Regions from separate parts of the Gossypium hirsutum genome. Here region 1 is linked to region 2. A link is a contact called in public Hi-C data. All regions are on one chromosome and are shown on one strand. The core of a region is the stretch at or near the end of the contact, and the rest is flanking DNA. Distances in the headings are between cores, read along the strand shown. Region 1 holds the start of LOC121225693 (magnesium transporter MRS2-3). Region 2 has its middle 27 kb from the start of LOC121225481.

What was found. Hi-C and Micro-C count contacts between places; a contact is called where the count stands out from the background.
Region 1: a Hi-C map of leaf shows a contact between it and region 2, with 4 times the contacts expected there. The contact joins the promoter of LOC121225693 here to the enhancer-like site in region 2. A contact is called at or near these places in 8 of 34 Hi-C or Micro-C datasets (hypocotyl and leaf).

What each region holds. Positions count from the first base shown.
Region 1 is chrD13:5,621,675-5,626,404 of Gossypium_hirsutum_v2.1, forward strand. It overlaps LOC121225693 (magnesium transporter MRS2-3), which reads right to left and starts at 2,347. Exons shown (of 6, transcript XM_041110099.1): 1 at 1,630-2,347; 2 at 933-1,142; 3 at 15-143. The coding sequence starts at 2,064. LOC121225483 (coumaroyl-CoA:anthocyanidin 3-O-glucoside-6''-O-coumaroyltransferase 1) reads left to right here and starts at 4,155. Exons shown (of 1, transcript XM_041109798.1): 1 at 4,155-4,730. The coding sequence starts at 4,155.
Region 2 is chrD13:5,506,422-5,510,884 of Gossypium_hirsutum_v2.1, forward strand. No RefSeq gene overlaps it. Among protein-coding and RNA genes, the nearest start is that of LOC121225481, 27 kb to the right of the region's middle. Within about 2 kb of position 1,675, at least 2 of the 9 cell types and tissues checked have an H3K27ac peak or open chromatin away from gene starts, as enhancers often do. A contact at or near this core is called in leaf, where this site is marked.

The DNA of each region.
Region 1 (4,730 bases), core at 1,097-3,596, 120 kb after region 2:
GATTTTGACCTAACCTTCTGAACTCGGCCAGTTATTGCAACCAGCCTGCTTTTTATTTGGCGAACACGCTCTAAATTGAGAGTGCTAATCTTTGAGGTCAATCTATCCAAAGCTGGATGGGCCTCTTGCTCCAATGTTCTTGTCTGCTTTGGCAATTGAAAACGAAAAAGGTCTAATCATGATTATAATCCTTCTACTATGTTAAAATTTGAGATTTATCCATATTTTTTTAATTCAACATAATTTAGTCCCTCTACTTTATAATGTCAATAACATATCCAAATTGATAGCACATGCTCATACAATTAAGGTCACATGAAAATCCGGTCAACCAATTTTAGCAGAATGTTGAAGGCTATTTAAAAGAAAATTTGTCTCATCACTTTAACAACAACAATTAACAGTATTATTAATTTGGACCTACTAGTAACATTATAAAAAATAGGTATCAAGATATGCTAATTTAAAGTAAATGGATAAATTTTCAAATTTTAACATAGTAAAATAACTATAACCAAAGTTAGACCGAAAACAAGCATAATGAATAAAACAATACGATACCAAAAATTTGAAATTTAACTTAGTTGATTCAAGCTACTATGTTTAAGAAGTAATATCGAAGAAGTTGAAAACTTGAATTCCAATATTATGCAACCAAAGGTCTTGACCCCTAGAAATTTGGAAAATTGCCATTAAATTCATTAAAAAATTTGAAATTTAGAATTAGACCCATCAATTTTTTTTAGAAATTCTTATTAAATTCTTTTAAATTTTTTTAATTAGACTTCTCAAAATTCTTTTTGGAAATTCTAGTTAAGCTCCCAAAATTTATAAAAGTTTAACTAAAATCCCCAAAACTTAATGACAAGATTCGCTCTCTTAGACGTAGAAAAGATGCAAAAAAAAAAAAAATAGAGAGGAAGAAAGGTGACCTCAGATTCTAAGCAGCCACAAGCAGCTTCAAGGCAGGCCTCCAATGCAACAAACTCAAAGGGGAGAGTCTTAGTGCCTTCTTGAGTCTCAAGACCCTGTTTCTCTTCTCCCCTGCCTTCCTCACTTAGGCTTTGGAGCTGTGAATTCTTTGGTAACAGATTTTGTGATGTAATTCTTATTATGCAGTTGGTATCATCAATAGTACCCTCCTACTCCCAAATCCAAAAACACCCTCTTTTTAATCAATACATCGTTTGTTTCATTTTCTTGTTTATTTAACTGAATTTGATCGTATAAATTTGAATAAGTAAAAACAAGTAAATAAAGTAACAAAGTGAGAATATCTTATCGATTGAGTCAACACATAATCACTTGTTAAAGGGATGTGTGTGTCACTCATTTAATAGGTTTTAAACTATTACCGTATGACCTGACCATGTGGTAGTATGTACATCAATATTAATAGATTTTGATCAATGTTGTCCTCGAATCAAACCAAGATTTATTTCTCGACTTTGTCAAAACCCGAACTAAAAACAAGATTCACAAAATGAAAATATCTTCTTGAATTGGGTCGACACAACCACTTTCGTGCACTTGATACGTTTTGGACTATTGCCCCTTGTATGACGATGTGGTAGGCAACAAAAATAAATGAAAAGCTAAAAACCGAAATTTTAAAAAAAAAAAAAAAACCTTGGATTGGTTTGCTTGATAATGCAACAAAATCCGCCTCTGCAACTCATCAACAAACGGTGTAACGGAAGGATCCTTGGAATTCAACAGCAAAACCTCTTGAGCCGTAATGATTGCCTTTATGTGCTCCAAGTTAATCACAATGGCCCGTTCTCGACCCAGAACCGTCGACGGGTACGAAAGAAGCGGGTCCAAGATCCGAAGATCTCGACCGGGTAAACCCGTGCGTCTCATGATAGAATGCTTTCCGGCCTCCAACCTAAAGGTGTGGGCCGTCGAGTCAAGTAAAAGCCATGATCGGATACTGGTCCCTTTTTTCCGATGAGTGGTGAAGGGGAGAGTTTGGTTCGGGATCACGGCGGACCGGTTTGATAGGTCCGGGTCGTCTTCGGGTTTGGACGACGGGGGTGGGGGTGGAGTTCCCGTTGCCGTCATTTTTCAGGTGGTTTTTGCGTATTGGAAATAAAAAAAAATTGACGTTTATATTATTAAATTAAAATTGCGGTTACATCAAAAGAGCACTTAAACATGCGAAAAGCTGTTATCGTCAAACATATAAACTCATAAAATTATACCATCTGCAACTTCATTATGCGCAAACTACCTTTTAATTTTGCCGCAAGTGTTACATGTACCATATTAGTAGCAATAATTTTTGTAAATTTCTGATGTACTATTTTTTTCTTTTAAATAATTATTTTTTGCCATTTAAATAAAAACAATAACAATGTATGATCATTATTTAAGTAACTAAATCTTAAATTCAGTGTGGTATATGAGCTTTGGAGCTGCAATATGGTCAGTTCGGCATTAAGCAATTAGTTCTTCACTCAACAGTGATTTACATTCAGATATTCAGCCACATTCAACTCCTATATCTCCTGATGTTACATCTTCTACTCCCTCTCCTGTAGCACTTGCTCATGATGATGTTTCTGATTATGTTGGCACCTGCTATAATTGTTCTCGATAAGTCTTCTGTTAACAATTTACAGCTACTTTTTGTTGCATCTTTTACTGATTTTCCTTCTGATGTTGTTCAGCAGGATCTCTCTCCTTGTCCATTTGTTAATATTCATCCCATGACCCAAAATTCAGTCCTATAATGTTACTAATATGTCCTCTTCTTTGTTGCTTGCAGATATTCATGCTGTAATGAGGTGTCCCAAGTGGCAGGAAGCAGTTCACGATGAGTTGATTGCTTTGCATAACAATCATACCTAGAGTTTAGTCCCTTTGCTAGAGAGTCGAACACCTGTTGGATGTCGTTGGTTGTTCAAAATAAAAAATGAAAGCAGATGATTCAGTAGATCGTTACAAGTGCGAGGATATGCTAAAATCAAGATACTTATATTCCAGTAGCGCGAACTTATATTGCTGTAACTCATAAGTGGTTACTTCGCCAGATAGACATCAATAATGCCTTTCTCAATGGCATATAAGCTCAATTTCTTTCTATACTTGTATTCTAAAATTCCTATTTAATCTATTTCTAAAACTTCTCTAATTTTCCTAACCGACATGTCACTGAACCAAATCCTCTTTACTTTGAGGATGTTATATATATAAATAAACTTGGTGAAGAAGTTATTAGAGTTCTTATTAGACAGCCCGAAAAGTTGAAGGATTTAAATAAAAATATATACCTAAAAAATAAGTTTGGGCAAAAAATAAAATCTATTTTTGAAATGGGTCAAACCTCAAATGAGATTTTTTGGCCCGACTCGAAAAACTACTTATTTACCAAATATTTTAGTTTAAAATCATGATTTGAGTAAAAAAAAGTACCTTTTGAACTTCAATTGCTAAACACACTTAAACAAGAGAGTGAATTTCGGAAAGTTTATTTACTTAATTTCAGAAATTAGTGTGATTGGCCCAAAATCAAGGAAGGGAAATGAAAAATATGGTACCTTCTTTAAAATCTTATCTACTTTGAGTGCCAGCATCTATTCCATGCAATTATAACAAGGAAGAACCTTAAGGGACAGAAATTATTCTAAATGGTCCATCAAATCATTTACTTTTGCAATATATGCTTCCTCATCTAAAATGCTCCATCAAATTAATTACTGAAATAACATGCCTGCTACATTAAAGCAAAAAAAAAAACAAAAGACAAAAAATATTGATGGAGACCCAAATTGAAACGAGAAGTGTGTCTTAAAATCGAGTTTTAAATAGGACAGGTGAGGAGTCATGATCCATGTTGGGGGAGGATCTAGTCGGCACCATTTCTAACTCTTCATCCCTCTACTTACAAAATTTTACTTTAAAATAGTATGTTATTTTGTAAATTTACTTTATAGTTACAATTTTAGATTGAAGCCTATATGTTACTTTAATACTTGTGGTAGTTTTCTGCAATTTTCATATTAATAGGGAAAGCCACCGCCTCACTTAGTTGTTGACAGTAGTAGCTCTTTGCATTTATTTTTACTTGGAACTTGCTTTGTCTGGATATTTTGAGCTCTTGTTCTCTATAAATTTTTTATATCCTTTCTTTATTCATCAAAAAAGAGAAAATGGATGAAACCAAGCCATTGAAGGTTGTTGAGAGCAGCCACGTTTCACCCCCACCAGGCTCAGTTCCCACTACCTCTCTTCCTCTCACTTTCTTCGATCTGCCATGGTTTCCACTTCCCAATGTTCAACGCCTTTTCTTCTATGAATTCCCATACCCTACTTTGCATTTCATGGAAACCATTCTCCCGTTGTTAAAACAATCTCTCTCCCTTACCCTACAACAGTTTTTCCCCTTCGCGGCCAACGTAGTGTGCCCTCCGTCACCGGGGAAGCCTTACATCCGTTACGAAGATGGCGGCAGCTCCGTTGCTTTCACGGTCGTCGAATCCCCTTCGGATTTCCGCTGTGCAATAGCCGATTATCCGCGAGACGTTAAGTCGTTACGTCCCTTCGCGCCAGAGCTACGGACCGCCCTGTCGGAGGCGAAAGACGGTACTCAGGTGGTCTTGCTCCCTGCACTTGCCTTCCAAGTGACCGTGTTCCCGAACGCCGGCGTTTGCATCGGGTCTAGTTACTTCCACGTGATCGGCGACGGGAAGGCGTTCATGCATTTCATGAAGTCTTGGGTGGACGTT
Region 2 (4,463 bases), core at 425-2,924:
AAGTCCCACAGACATGGGAAACACCAAAACAGTTCAATTCAAACGACCAATTCCCTATCCTAACAGCTGGGAGTGTCCCATGTAAGTACATATTAATTATGATTGAAAATTAGGGTTTTCTTTTTTCTTTTTTCTTTTGGAGTCGGTCTTCTAAAGAGTTTATAAATACAAATATAAGTGAAATTGAAATATATTTGAATAAGGTGAGACTTGAACTTGGATCATTAAAATCTTAAAGTCTCATCATTGATCGCAATAAATTAAAATTATACAAAAAGATAATTAGATGAATAATATCATAAAAATAATTAAATACATAAAACATTAAATAATTAACTGAGCTTAAATCACAAACTAAAATCTATTTAGACAACTCAATTAAAATAAATCTGAAACTTGAATACAAGACCTCAAAATTTTCAAGAGCCTCATTAATGTAGATTGAAATTAGGGTATCATGTGTCACATAAGTTATGTTTGCTGCTGTCCATATGTTCTAAGCATACTCAAATTTTATATGTTTCTCTATATATGTTTGGAAAGTAATACGCGTCTATTTTCGAATATGTATCAAATAAAAATATTAAATACCAACAATTTAAAAGATTGCATGAAATAGTTACATCAGTACATGTTACTTTTATTCACATCAAGATAATCATTTTAAAAATCGACTGTTTATTATGCATCACCTGTAATAATTAAATAATAAAAATATTTAACCCAATTGTTGTTGTAATAGGTAGTCGATTTTTTTAAAAATAAAATTAAAGTAAAATAATTTATCAGAATGCCATGGTAATTGGTAATGATAAGGTTTAATTTATGTCCCATTTTACACATAGAAGATAAAAATATATATTCCAAATCAATTAATCAAGTATGCATATTTGAATGATTTTTAATTCAGTTGATATTATTATTATTGAAATAATTTAAAATTATATATATGTTTAAAAGTATTTAAATTTGTAATGATTTTTAATTCAGTTGATATTATTATTATTGAAATAATTTAAAATTATATATATGTTTAAAAGTATTTAAATTTGTAATTATTGGTAATGCAATGTGGACAATCCTATATTGGTTGAGGAAAGGCTTTTAAGAGGGTTTAAATATAGTCTTGCCTCTTATTTTTATTGAGCAATTGGGGGTTAAAGGCTAAACACATGTGTGCTGTTGCTTGAATATTGAAGTATTGTCTTTACTTTGGTTTCAAGGCTTATATTTTTTGGTTTGGGTATATTTAATATAATCTTAATATAGATATCCTTCGGATCCTTCAAATTGAAGCAATGACATTACCAATCAATTGAAATACCCCAACACTCCACCTTTGTCATATATACCATACATTACACTAGATAGATATCATATTCATGGAATACGATTCACTTTCAAGATACATTGGTGGTAAAATGGTAGACACGTAAGACTTAAAATCTTGTGAATCCCTTCAAAGCATAAACATTAAAGTTAATATCTTTACTTTAATAATTGAAGAAACCTATGAGTAATTTTAAATAATAATAATAATATAATTTTTTTGACATGATATTCTTTTAATTAGGAAAGCAACTGGAAACTTGGACATTGTATAAGAGAGAACAAAAAAAACCCAAGTAGGCATAGAACATTTCTCCAGGTGAAAGGTGTGGGGTGGGCAAACTTTTGAAGGCTTGAACCATCTTAAAATATGGTGTTGGACCACCCCCACAGGCCCAGCAGCCTGGTTCTTGTAGTACCATAGTCCATTTGTCCTTTGATAAATGTTGAAATTATAATTTGATTTTTCTTTGGTTTAAGGGCATAAAAAGTTTTCAAATTTTTTCAAAAAAAGTAATTAAGTCCATATCTTTTTCACTCAATTGGATACTTGAACTTTCACAATATATCAAAAAGACTCTCAAAATTTTTCAAAAAAAAAAGCAATTAAGCCCCTGCTTTTTTTTTTCCACTCAATTGGATACTTAAACTATCAAAATGCATAAAAAAAGCCCTCAAACTTTTTCAAAAAAGCAATGAAGGCCCTGTTTTTTTTTTTTTGCACTCAATTGTCAAAAAATACATAAAAAAGATCCTTTAATTGTTAACTTTAATGGTTGACTTTTAAAACAAACCGTTCCTAATTTTTTTTCAGTTAAAGTCACACATGTCACAACTACAACGTGACATGTCGCAAAAAAAATGATAAAAATAAAAATCAATAAAAGTTATAAAAGTTATTAAATTTTAATAAAAATATAAGAAATATTTATCTATTATTATTTTAATAAAAGTATAACAAATATTTATTTTTTATTAAAAAATAGAAAAAGATTACAAAAATTGTAAAATTTTATAAAATTCTAAAAAAAATTATAAAATATAGAAAAATATATAAAATTTTATAAAGTCGTAAGAAAATGATTAAAAAATGTAAAGAATTATAAAATTCGTAAAAGAATTATAAAAATTATCATATCAAAAGAAATATTTTTATCTTTTTCGCAATATGTTACGTTGTATTGTGACATGTGATGTCTTTAACTGAAAAAAATAGGGATCATTAACTTTAACAGTTAACGATTAAAGTTAATGGTTAAAGGGTTTTCTGATGCATTTTATAATTTTTTTATAAGATTTTATATTTTTTATGATTTATATATATTTCTAATTTTTAATAATTTTTTATATTTTTATTAAAGTTTAATCACTTTTATTAATTTTTATTTTTCATAATTTTTTTGTCACATGTGACACAGTGGTTGTGATACGAGGTGGTTTTAACTGAAAAAATTAGGGGCAGTTAAATTTAACGGTCAATGGCCTTTTTGATGCATTTTGACAATTGAGTGCAAAAAGAAAATATATGGGCTTAATTGCTCTCTTTTTTTTTGAAAACTTTTGAGGGTCTTTTTAATGTATTTCGACAGTTCAAGTACTCAATTGAGTGTAAAAAAAAAGGTTAATTTTTTTTTTTTAAGTTTGAGTTCCTTTTTAATGCATTTTGAAATATCAAGTACCCAATTGAGTGCAAAAAAAAAGGAGTTTAATTGTTTTTTTTTAATTTTGAGGGATTTTTACACCCTAAAACATTTTTCTTTTCATTATTGTTAACGTTATATTTTAGTTCAAATCACTAATGATTTGTGTGTTTTTTTTTAAATATTTATTTTTTAATATTTTACTATTAACTCTAAATTCTGTTTGTGGAGTCTAAAAACTCCAAATATTTTCTCGTATCATTAAATATTTTTGTTAGTCAACTGATATGAAACTTGAAATTGTGTTTATTGAAATAATTATTTTTCATTAAAAAAATTCAATCCAATCTTGTGATTTGAATTTCATTTTTTCTAATTCCACCTCGGTTGAAGAATGAAATTTTTTAACGATGTTAGTGATATGGAAATAAGACATAACATTTATGATAGAAGAAAGAGCATATTATAGTGAATATATTTTTAATTATTTCTTAACTTTATTAAAATAAAATAAAATATTACAACTAACAACTTATAGATAATGAATATCACACATTTTGAGGCTCGAAGATTTTAATAATATCATCTTGAAGAGTGACACCGTCAACCTATAAAATTTGATTCATTTTCCTCTCCACAGTATCATAGTCATAAACTAAAATAAAAATAATTAAATCTTTAAAAAAACTTAACTTTTTAAAATTTGAAAATAGATGATCTTTGTTTAAAGAAACACATTTTTTTTAAGTGAATTATAATAATAGGGTAAAACCTAAATAATAAACTCGAATCCAAGTCACACCTAGGACGATAAACACCCTTAACTATCAGGTCATCATATGGGGTTCAAGAAACGCTCCTATTGATAGTGAAGAAATGAAATAAAGAAATTAAAGAAATTTAAGTTTAATATTTATTAAATATAATTTAATAAATGTTAAACTTTAATCTTTTAACTTATTAAACGTTTATAATATAATATATATATAGCTTGAGCAATTAACATATAATTGTAATCTTAAGCAAAATTAGGAGTATATGCGGATTTAAAAAAAATAGGGATATTATTTGGGTAGTGTGAAAGCGTGTCCATATTTTAAAAAAAACAATTTTTTTTGACACATTATTAAAAAATGAGTTCCACATGACGTGCTTTCAACCCACGCAAATAAAAACGATTTATTTTTTAAAATAATTAAAATATCGATTTATATCCCTATTTTTTTTCTTGAAATCCACATATACCCCTAATATCTTAATAACAAATAAACTTTTAAGGTTTCGTCAATTTTTTTTTAAGTAACCCTCCCAATTGCATCCAACTCTAACCTTTCAAATCATCTCTTGGTAATAAATATGTTCATAGGTCGGTTAAATTTGGGTTCAGATAAAAAAAAATTTAATTTTGATATGGCCTGATTCCATCAAAATTATTATTTATTATTAAAGAAAGACGATAATAGAGTCTGAATTTGTGTCATTTAAGTGTCAGCA